Linked DNA regions of Mus musculus: region 1 is linked to region 2. Evidence: chromatin contacts called from public HiChIP or PLAC-seq data. All regions are on one chromosome and are shown on one strand. Each heading gives the region's core, a stretch centred on a gene start, on an enhancer-like site or on the middle of the called end of the contact. The rest is flanking DNA. Distances are from core to core; before and after follow the strand shown. Region 1 overlaps Kmt2a (lysine (K)-specific methyltransferase 2A). Region 2 holds the start of Ift46 (intraflagellar transport 46).

Evidence for each region. HiChIP or PLAC-seq counts read pairs in DNA pulled down with a chosen protein or histone mark.
Region 1: an H3K4me3 HiChIP or PLAC-seq map of bone marrow-derived macrophages shows a contact between it and region 2, with 2.1 times the contacts expected there. The contact joins the enhancer-like site here to the promoter of Ift46 in region 2. A contact is called at or near these places in 1 of 39 promoter capture datasets (embryonic stem cells), 1 of 15 datasets of contacts at CTCF or cohesin (the NIH/3T3 cell line), 12 of 484 Hi-C or Micro-C datasets (CD8 T cells, bone marrow-derived macrophages, embryonic stem cells and 8 more), 9 of 115 datasets of contacts at active chromatin or transcription factors (CD8 T cells, the HPC-7 cell line, the NIH/3T3 cell line and 5 more) and 4 of 9 other capture datasets (adipose tissue, embryonic stem cells, liver and 1 more).

What each region holds. Positions count from the first base shown.
Region 1 is chr9:44,835,220-44,837,919 of GRCm38.p6, forward strand. Kmt2a (lysine (K)-specific methyltransferase 2A) reads right to left here. Exons shown (of 36, transcript NM_001357549.2): 11 at 1,332-1,478; 12 at 925-1,020; 13 at 583-703. Among named protein-coding and RNA genes, the nearest start is that of Gm39326, 18 kb to the right of the region's middle. Within about 2 kb of position 1,417, at least 2 of the 459 cell types and tissues checked have an H3K27ac peak or open chromatin away from gene starts, as enhancers often do. A contact at or near this core is called in bone marrow-derived macrophages, where this site is marked.
Region 2 is chr9:44,771,673-44,774,462 of GRCm38.p6, forward strand. Ift46 (intraflagellar transport 46) reads left to right here and starts at 1,337. Exons shown (of 12, transcript NM_023831.3): 1 at 1,337-1,501; 2 at 2,016-2,112.

The DNA.
Region 1 (2,700 bases), core at 167-2,666, 64 kb after region 2:
GAGACAGGATTACTAAGTTCCCAGGGCTGGCCTTCTACTCTTGCCTCTGCACCCTGCCTGCTGGGATTACGGACCTGTGTTAAGGTCAGATTCCTGGTGTAATTACTGAGATAAAATGTTTACATACCACCTGACCTCATTTCTGAAATCAAGTGTGTATTTACCACATTTTGGGTCTACTGTTTTATTGGAGTAGTTTCTAAGTAGCAGTAACAATATCCCCATAATTCTCCCTATATTAATTAGAAAAATGGTTCAAGTTGCCGTCTATGTAAATAAAAAAGCAAGAAGCACTAGGAGGTGGCTGCACTTTCCACCTCTGTACTTGGGAGGCTGACGCATGCGAATCTCAGTGACTTAAAGGTCAATTTGGTCTACAGAGCGAGTTCAAGGACAACCAGGGCCACATAGAGACCCCATCTTAAAACAAAACAAAACAAAAACGAACAAAACAAACAAGAAATAAAAAGGCAGGAGTATTACATGTGCCTAGCCCGTCTGAGACACAGTGAGGAGGGTCCCACGTCCTTCCACAAAGTCCCCACAAATACTAAGCAGGACCAGTCACTCAGCACTAGGTACCTTTAGCAAAGAGTTTGGCACAGTCATGGCACAGTGAGAAATCGTGAGACCACTGTGCGTCCCACCCTTTGCCTGGAGTGGTGGAGCCACAGCTCTTGCAGCGGACACACTTGGTGCAGATCTGGAAATGAATGAAAGGCACTCAGTAGGGATCTCTTGGGCTAGCGTCGTCTGTTATTTCAAAGCCTGGGGATGCAGCTGTTCCTGATCTGACTTCGTTACTGAGATCACTCTGAAGCAGCCGTCATGCTGGCAGACTAAAGGAGGGGCATCCTGCTACAAGCCACCAGCCTCACCCAGCCACCACGATGCTTGTGGAAGGAGCACGGTGTGTGTACCCACCCACACTTTCTTTTTCTTCGTGGGTTTGGTGGGGTAGTTTGGTCCCAGGCACTCGGGGTGATAGCTGTTTCGGCACTTGTTACACTCCAGCAACTGCTGTGGGGAGACAACAGCCAGAGCACAGGTTACACCGCCCTCCCCGCCAAGACACGCCAGGAAACACAGAGGTTCACACCCCAAAGCCACTCAGTGATAAGGGAATTTATCACACAGATTTTACTTAATTTTGGATTTTCTTTCCTAAAGTTATTTTCTATTTTCCAAAAATTGAAAGAAAAAAAAATCAAGAAATTATCTTCAGTCAGAAAAACTGTCAGTAGACAGTATATATTGACACAAATTCCCAGTACAGGGGGCTGGGAGGGGGAGGGAACAAGGAAGCCCCTTGCTGCCAGGACTCGGTCTACCTTTGTAGCCTGATGCTGTCTTCCACACACATGGCAAAACTTGCAGCGGCGACAACACCAGTTTTCCAGCTGGTCCTCCAGGGGGCGCTCATTCTCCTCTAAGCAAAACTTGTGGAAGGGTTCACAACACACTTGGCAATACACAAACTGTAGCAGGAAGAGAACAAAGCATGTAGCCAGGGTGCACAGAGAAATAATAACCATCGTCCATACATCCTGTGGGTCCTAGGCATCCACTGTGTTAACCCGATGCAGCAAAACGTGAGTCTTGCATCTTACAGGACACACATGAAGAAAACTGTACAATGGCCTCCCTCATTCAATGTACACATATTCTGTCTCATAGCTGACACTATCAGAAGTATAGCCTGGCTAGGGTGGTGCACACCTTTGATCCCAGCAGTAGAGAGAGGCAGGTGGCACTCTGTGAATCTGAGGCCAGCCTGGTCTACAAAGTGAGTTCCTGTCTCAAAAAAACTATTGTCTAAGATTACTTTTGAGATATGTATAACAATACATGAAGTAAAATAAATTTTATTTTTTATGCCTCTCTCAAATATCTCTTTAGGTATAGGTATAGGCAAATATCCTAAAACTTGAAAAGAAAGAACAAAAAGGAGATACCTAAAACATTTATGGTCTCAAGTATTTAAATAAGAGATACTTGACCTACACTTAATTCGACATAAGGAATTATGCAGATATTTAAGAGCAACACAGAGTTCAGGCAACCAAAACAGGAATAGCAGAATCATAAAATGACCAAAAAAAAATCTAAGATTTAACAGGGCATGGTGTAACACACGTCTGATTCCAGCACTTGGGAGGCTAAGGAGTGAGGTGAGAGTTTGAGGTGAGAGACTAGCCTGGGCTACACAGAAGGCTCTCTGCCTCAAAAGGGGAAACGGAATGTGCTAAATGCAGAAAGAGACCCCAAGAGAGGTGTAGACAAAACTGCACACAGAGGAGGTGGGTGCGAGAATGAGCTACATTTCCCAGCTGTAATTTAAAAGTACATCTTATATTGGCAGAGGATTTTTAAAAATACAACCACCAGTACTGTTCTTCCCAAGGACCTCCAAGTTTAATGGCTAACACCCTAGGGTGGCTCCAATTCCTGAGAATCCTAGGCCTGTGGACCCGAGGGTGCTGCGCTCATGTACGCACACTCCCAGATAGGGACACCTACACGTGATTAAACATAATAAAAGTAATGTTTTAAAAATGTAACAACCCTCAATTTTCTTCTGACCAAACAAAGAAACACCCTGTTTTTATTACAAAGACAAGTGGTCAGACTTAAAGAGGCCTACAGGTAAGTACAAGTGTGTATCAGTGTTGGCTTGATGACGATACAGAGGTTACACAA
Region 2 (2,790 bases), core at 87-2,586:
TTTTTTTCTTTTTTTCTTTTATTATTTTGGGGGGTGGTGTGGCCTCCAGATAGGGTTTCTTTGTGTATAACCATGACTTTCCTGGAACTCGCTTTGTAGATGAGACTGGCCTAGAATTCAGAGATCCGTCTGCCTTTCCCTCCTCAGTGCTGGGATTAAAGGCATGTGCCACTGAAAGACCCACAACATGAGGACTCCCCCACGTTCTGACTCAGGAGAGGCGACACCCCAAAATCACCAACGAGAAAACGGTCTTGTTGCAAATTGCAAGAGGATTTTTATTCAAGAGTGCTCTCGGGCCCACGGTCATACACCACGCAGGGGTAGAGGACTGTGGCGCCCCGAGTAGCTGAGTAAGGGGGTATTTAAAGGAGAAAAACCACAACTCAAGGAGGTGGGAAGGGCGTTGTTGGAAAATACCAAAAATACCAGGTAAGAGTCACAAGGAAGTACAAAGTCACAGGTGTCACAAGGAATACCTGGTAATTGTTAACTCTCAAGACAGTTTCTAAGAGCCCCTAACAATAGCACATTTGCATTGCAGCTTCCGGTAATGGTCAGGGTGACTTTCTTTGAATGAATACTCCTTGAACTCAGGAAGTGGGTGGGTGGAGGAATGTCACTATCTGTTTTATGATTAGCATACCTTGGAGCACTGAGTTTACTACTCTTTCACCACCACGCCCAGCTGTGTTATTTTTTATTTTATTTTATTATTATTATTTTTTATCAATTTTGAAACTGGACCTCAATAGCCCAGGCTGGCCTCAAATTTACCAAGTTACTTACTGAGTCTGATCTTGAACTTCTAATCCTTCTACCTCCACCTCCAAAGCGCTAGGATAGCAGTTATGCACCAGCTTGCCTGACTCATAGTTTTCTTTAGCAAGTAAAAACACAGGACACAGATAAATCCTAATCTCAGATGAAGGAAGAGAAAGTATGCTCCTGTGACATAGGGTATCGCGAGGAAAAGGGCTATCGCGCCACAGAGATGCTATAAAAGGGCTTTTAAACATGCTTGGACTTTTCCTTGAAGAGTGTCTAAACTGTGGATTAGGCCTATCTAGGAGAGACTGTAGGCCAAATGAGCCTTGTCTTTGAGATGACAGTTTCTAGTTGGAGAAAAGAAATCCACTAGCCTGGCCTTCCACCTTTGGCCACTAGATGTCACAACCGACTCAGTTGCGGAAACCATAGATAAGCGGGCTGCTAGACCGCCTAGTGCCCGGGGCCGCTCTATCCCAGCGCCGCGTCTCTGCTTCCGCCACCACCGGCCGCAGCAGAGGGGCGGGGTGGCGGCGCAGTGGCGGGGCACGTCTCGCGATCGTTCCTTCAGACTCTCGCTTTGTTTTGATTTATTTATCTTTTTCCCTAACGACTGACAACAGGCGGCTTGTTGCACTTAGGGATCCTTGAAGTGGCTGGGCCTGAGAGTGAGACCCCAGTCCTCGGCTGGGGTTCTTTCCAAATAGAAGAAACGGATCCAGAGGGGCTACAGGTAATTGGTGCTCCCGCCAGCGTTCTTTGCTCTCTGCGCCCCACCAACTGCCCTGGATCCTTGACTCTCCGAGAACCCGGTGGGATCCTATCTTCAAAACGGGCGGAAGTAGAGGTGATGCTCTGAGGATTAGTGGATGGGGCCGAGGCTGGAATTTGCCTTCTCTCAGGACCATCCTGTCCCATCCCCATACCCTCCACCTCTGGCAGAAGCCTCAACAGCTGTGCGAAAACTGACCAAACCTGAGACGGACGGCCGGCCGCAGTCTGGCTGTGCATGCTGTGCTTCCCTGCCTGCATCTTATGTAGAGCTTTTGGGTTGCTGCTGGGAAGGGTTGGATACCGTTTTCCACTGCACTTCTCTTGGCACCCAGCCAATGCTAGCTAAATAATGCTCTTGGGTCAGGAAACTTTCCTTTGGGGGAAAGCTTGGATCGGGGTGAATGCATCTCTGCACCGAGGCTGGATGTATATCCCATGATAGGAGCTATGTAATCGTATTTCCTTTTGCTTAGACCAAAATTGTTGAGAACCAGACATACGATGAGCGTCTAGAGATTAACGACTCGGAAGAGGTTGCCAGTATTAGCACTCCAACCCCAGGACAGCAAGGTAAGAGAAGATGAGAGACAAAAAAAAGGGAGGTGATTTTCAAACAAGTGGCGCAGATAGGATTCAGGTTGTATTCAGCAAGCTCTTAGCAAGTGTTGACCTCCTGCTTTAACTTGGCGCTGATTTTGCTTTCTCACTAGTTGAGGGAGAAACCAGTCCATCAGATTTTGGGATCTTTGAGTGCAAACTTATCCCCTGTCATTTTTAACTCGCTGTTACTGCTAGTAGATTCTGGCACAGGTTCGCTGTGTTTTGGGTTTTTTTAATTTTTTAATTTAATTTAATTTAAATTTAATTTAATTTAATTTTTAAATTACTATTTTAGAAATGTTTATGTGTATGTATGTTATTTGCTTGCATGTTTTTCTGTGAACCACCTGCCTGCCTGGTGCCCTCAGAGACCAGAAGAGGATGTTGTCAGATCTCCTTGAACTGGAGTTACACATGGTAATGAGCTGCTCTAGTGTGGGTGCTGGGAACTGAACCCTGGGTCCTCTGGAAGATCAGCCAGTGCTCTCAATCGTTGAGCCATCTCTCCAGCCTGGCTCACTGTGCTTTTGTTTCTAACAATTCATTAAGATGCTTCATCACTTGCCCTTAACTTGCCATCCCAGCTTTAATCGAAACAGAGTTTTATCAGAAGACTTGATGCCATTCATTTATTCACCTAACCTTTTT